Regions from separate parts of the Siniperca chuatsi genome. Here region 2 is linked to region 1. Evidence: chromatin contacts called from public Hi-C data. All regions are on one chromosome and are shown on one strand. The core of a region is the stretch at or near the end of the contact, and the rest is flanking DNA. Distances in the headings are between cores, read along the strand shown. Region 1 holds the start of LOC122879463 (rho guanine nucleotide exchange factor 17-like). Region 2 overlaps LOC122879463 (rho guanine nucleotide exchange factor 17-like).

The links. A called contact is a pair of places that touch in the nucleus more often than the background predicts.
Region 2: a contact with region 1 is called in a Hi-C map of an unstated tissue, with 2.3 times the contacts expected there. The contact joins the enhancer-like site here to the promoter of LOC122879463 in region 1. A contact is called at or near these places in 2 of 3 Hi-C or Micro-C datasets (skeletal muscle and an unstated tissue).

What each region holds. Positions count from the first base shown.
Region 1 is chrLG7:14,919,303-14,922,002 of ASM2008510v1, reverse strand. It overlaps LOC122879463 (rho guanine nucleotide exchange factor 17-like), which reads right to left and starts at 1,300. Exons shown (of 25, transcript XM_044203578.1): 1 at 1,017-1,300; 2 at 1-872. The coding sequence starts at 762. It overlaps LOC122879464 (P2Y purinoceptor 3), which reads right to left. Exons shown (of 3, transcript XM_044203583.1): 3 at 2,359-2,700.
Region 2 is chrLG7:14,967,380-14,970,079 of ASM2008510v1, reverse strand. All of the region lies in intron 2 of LOC122879463 (rho guanine nucleotide exchange factor 17-like), which reads right to left. Among protein-coding and RNA genes, the nearest start is that of LOC122879466, 3.3 kb to the right of the region's middle. Within about 2 kb of position 1,354, the one cell type or tissue checked has an H3K27ac peak away from gene starts, as active enhancers do.

The DNA.
Region 1 (2,700 bases), core at 51-2,550:
GTGGTGTGTAGAGAGGTAACTTCTGTGAGATTTACAGGGTGAAGGAACCCCTCTACCAGTAACATCCTCTTCCTCATCTGTGGTCAAAGTCTTTTTGGGATCAGAGGGACATGCATTGATCTGTGAATAATCTCTCTTACCAGAGTTGCTGCTGCTGTCGGTTGATAAACGTGAAAAAATCTGTTTCTCACTTTTCTTCTCTGAGTCCGAGCCTGACACAGAGTCGGTGCCAGAGTGAAACTTTTGCACTTTGTTGTCTGTGAGAGACTCTGCAGTAGTATTATCACTATCCTGGAAATATCCACCACCGCTGTCCTCGTGAAAAGATTTACGAGACCGAGACCCGTCTCTCCTGGAGCCCCTGGCCCGTGGAAAAGTACTGCTCCCTCGCGTCACTGCTGCGCCGTCTCCCGGTGAGGCTCTATCCGTGCCGGCGGAGCCGCTGCTGCTAAACTTCTCAGTGAGTTGGCGGATGGATGGAGAAATAGAGGAGAGAGGAGTGGAGGAGCCTCTCTTTGGATCTGCGGTTGGGAGGCCGGCGGTGGTGGCAGAGATTTTGGAAACTTTTCTTGACACACTGACATTACGCGTCGCCAGGGTCTGTTCTGCTTTGCTGGGCTCCGGGGGAAGGGCGACGCCAGCTGCCTCCAGATCCTCTGATTTGTGTTGTTGGTCTTCACTCCTGTTGGCGCTCCAGGACCCCAACTTTTTGAAAGAGACGCTGCGGTACACAGCCGCATTCTTCCTCTCTCTTTCTGCCATTGTTCATGTCTTTCTTTGTTAGATTTCACACACACACATTTTAACTCCACGGATATTAGGCTACAGATCCAAGCACCTTTTGGAATTGTGGTCCATTTCCCCCACGCAGCCTAACGGCATGAAAACCCAACAACAATCACTCTTTTTAAAACTTAATTGTTGGCAAAGCTTCAGACTGCACAGTAATGAGGTTAATGAGTGATAAATAGCTCAGTGAGTAAGTAGATGAGTGCTGCTGTGTTATCAAAACTTACATGTTGTCGATTCTCGAAACCGCATCCGTGCAAAGAGGAAAAGCGCTACAATTTTTTTTTTGGCCCAAACTTTCCCAACCTGTTCACAAACTCAACTTTTCCATTGTTATCCCATACTGTCTCTAAACCTCTGCCCATCGCCAGGTTAGCACGCCTGCACGGGCCCGACGCATCATTCACTATTAATTCCCAAACTGTTTGTGGATTCCTTATTTTGGCATGATTTGCTTTTCCGTGACTTATGTTGTTTTTAGCATGTTAATGCCTGAGATAGGGCAGAGGGGGTGGGCGGGACTAGGGGTATAGGGGCTGTCATAGCCCCCTCGGGGATTGAGAGGAAAAGCTTTTTTCTTTTTTGATAGGAGAAGGCAGATACTGTGGACAAAATAGATGTAATTATAGCCCTTTCCCTTGCGAAAAAGACAGTAGCACTGTCACATTTTTGAACAACATTTTGGACTTGCAGCATATTTGTAAAACTTAGAAACATCCCTATGATGATATCACTATAAACACACTATTGATTTCCAAGATACAGTTTACAGTATTTCTGTCATCAGAGGAAAAGGCTCACAGAGGAAGTCAGAGAATGATACACTTTGATTTAACACTAAATTGGTAACTGCATATTTAACAATAGCTCTGTACACCACAGTGTGTTATGATGGTGTTGGTGAATTGGTGAGTGTCGGGGGGGCAAAGAAAAAAAGTTTTCACTCATGCACAATAACCCCTCTGTGGTGCTTCCCATGAGGCTGTCTGGTCAACAGGTCCTTTTGTTCCAGAGAGGAATTCTGTGTTTCATTCCCTCAGAGGAGAGCAGACGCTGACTGCAGCGCCCTCCACAGTCCGACCTGTAAAATGTCCGCACATTGGTGGTAGATAATGGAGCTTAAATCAAGCGAAATCACAATCAATCACAATGACTCCGTCTACAAGCGGGATTCAGTTGTTTTTATAATTTGATAGGACTTTTGCTAAATTACCTACACAATTTTAAGCAATTAACCATATAGAAATGCTTCAAAGTATTTTCACTACATATTCACCAACTGTTGGCTGTTTTTAATATTTAAGTTTATCTTTGTTCAGTTTGGAAGCTCAGATTCAAGTTTTGGGATATGAATTTTGCCCACTAAATTCCAAGGAAATCTCTACCAGACACTGTCATGTTACCAGGTGAAACTGTGTTAACGTTTCATTTGGCTACAAATGTTGTTAGCCACCTTGCCAAATACATCAGCCTTTCATTGGTCTGACCAAGCTGAGAGGACAGAGAGAGTCAAAGTTTATGCTGTGTTGTGAAAAAGAAGGGGAAAATATACATTCATTAGAGTCTGACTGACGTAAAGGCACTCATGACAGGCTGCATGACTTTTTTAATGGCTGTTTTCAGTTAGTTTTACATTGTGACAACATCCAAAACATTTTCACAAGCAACTCAACATGGCTGCATGGTAAGAGGGGAAAAAAACCTCCATAAAATAAAATAAAAAATATATACAAAAACACAAATGTTACTTTTTCATCAACATAATTATATCTATATAACAAAAATATAAATCTATTCCTCATACTACTCTATGTTAAAGTATTTTGCAAAAATAAGATTTCTTCTAAATAATACTGATTGACACAGATATGTTGGCACAGTGCACAGACATCCGGATCTCTCTAAACTGAC
Region 2 (2,700 bases), core at 105-2,604, 48 kb before region 1:
CTGTAAAAACTCTTAAGGCAACAATAAAAGAAAATCTCAAGAAAAGTGATATTTGCGGCCATTTGGATCTCGCTTTAACCAACTTTCTCCTTTCATGTTCACAAGACACAAGGACAGCAATAAGACAAGACTCTGCTAGCAGTTTGCAGCTACACACTTCACAAAGCTCCTACATGCTTTATATAATATATGCCCAGCATAAATTGATGAAGACTAAAAAATAAGAAAATAAATAAATTAGAAAATATATAAGAAATAAGAAACCAGAATCGCACCATTACCAGTGAAACTCCACTTTTGGGTCATGCTAAACAGGAACGGCATTATTATGATAATAAAATAGCTGATTCCCTTAATAATGTGTGACTCTGTTGTGTCTTACAACTGCTGTGTTAGGCTGTATGACAGCAAAAAGGTAAATAACAAAGATAGTGGATAGATGCATTAAAAACCTTGAGGCAGATTCAAACAAACAAGTCACAGAAACACAAACAAGTCAGCCTGGTTTTGAACACGTACATGCACTCTTCTATTACAGCCTTTTTTCCCCCACTACAGGAATTTTTCCTGGAACTCAGGAACTTTACATGCATTTTCACAGGAACCTAGTTCTGGTTTTAGTTCCTATAGGTCGTAGTTTCTGACCCCAAAAAAGTCCCCGTTGCTGAGGTATGGCTTTCTTACGACGCAAGAACATTGACCCTGCTGTTCTGAATGTTGCTAACTGGGCAAACACACGACTCAAAACTGCAACTGTTCCTGCTGTCAATATCGTGACTATGGATGGAAATATCATAAAGTTGTGCCGCAGTATATAAAAGCAAGAGATAGGAATGGAGTATGGAGTATGAGCAAGCAGTAGAAACTTTAATGAAACTTAACTTTTGTTCACCTTAACGTTTGTTCATTGCTGATACGTACTGAAGTGAAAAATTACTTTAAAAACACTCAGCAGTCCTTTTATACTTGGGCCGTTTGCCTTTCTGGCATTTTAAATTTAACATTTCTACCTCTGCACGTCTCCTTTCCAACATCAGACACTGAAAGACAAAGAACATCATGATCACTGCTGTCTCGTATGCAAGACATACGTCTCATACCACATCGTAGTTTTTTAAACCGTTATTGGTCTAATTTGCCTAATCTTCGCAGTCCTACAGAAGCAAAAGAAATACTGAGAAGTTCTGACTTTTTGGTTCCTACAGCTTTAAGTTCCTGGAACTGTTTGATTGAAATACTAGATCTTAAATGTCAGTGTGCTCTATTATAAATATTATTGTACGAGAGGCAAACACAGACAAGGCTGCAAATATGTCACAATCATTGCACATTCATAGCTCTCACACACACACACACACACACACACACACACAAACAAACACACACACACAAACAAACACAGGGACCGGATTAGAGGCCACTGAGGCCAGGAAGTCCATAGAAGCAAAGCGTGACTCAGCAGTTCACTCGAACAATGACTCATGATTTATGGATACAAGTGAAGAAGCTGCTCCGACACACAGAGGACACAAACCCAACACATTAAGGCCCAGAAGGAAACAGACAGAATGAAAGTGAAGAGAGGACAGACAGATGAAGGAAGTAAGAAAATACGTAAACGGGTACGTTTTTTCTTCGTGTTATGTTTTACTCTTCTACACTGTGAGATGAATCAAAATCAATGAGCAACTTGTTATTTTGAAACATAAGGGGACCACTAGTAGCTAAAACACAGTTTTCCACAAGCTTTCCCCCCAAAATTTAGTGGCAACAATTGAAATCCATCACTCTTTTCTCTGGTTATAATGCGATGAAGTCCATCCTATCACTTGAGACAGGCTGTGTGTGTGTGTGTGTGTGTGTGTGTGTGTGTGTGTGTGTGTGTGTGTGTGTGTCAGAGAGAGCGAGGTGGGAGAATAACAAGGGGAGTATACGGATCATGGAACAAGACCAACATATTATCTCAGGGGTCTCAGGGGAGACTCCCAAAATATTCTGGTACCAAACATGACTTATAAATATCAGCGAGAGCCACAGGCAAAACCCTATGGTGCATATATAACCACAATGTCTCTCTCTCTCTCTCACTGTCTTTCACACACACACACACACATACACAGGCGCCACAAAAATACACAGAGGAGGACTTTCTTTCCCTCTTCCCCTGCTCCCCTCTGCCAGCACCACTGTGCCCTATAAATAACAGTAACAATGACTTCCCAGAAAGGCCATGTTTAGTGTTTGGCATCTAAAGGGATCCCAGGGGCGCTGTGGGGTACCACCGGAGGGTGAAAGGTGGTGTGTGGATGTAGGAGTGTGCGTGTGTGTGTGTGTGGGTGACAGAGTGCATGAAAGTGATTGTGAGTGGAAAACTTGCCGTCTAAAATGGGCAAACATTGTGCAGAAAAGTATTATTGTTTTGGGGTTGTTGTTTTTTTATAGTGAATGTTAGGTTGACTTTTACATGCCCACCAGTCAAATCATTTTTCTTAAGATCTACACAGTTGTTCCTTCACAGAGTGGGGGATTCAGTCCAAGTCTACTCTGCCCTGAGATATAAACACAAACACAATGGAATGGAGGGAATAAATACAGGGCTGAACATGGCTAAAGAGTGAAACACAAAATACCACAGTAATCATCCATTCATACTCCCCAATTACCCTCCAAATGGGGACGCTCATCTATTCAAAATACATC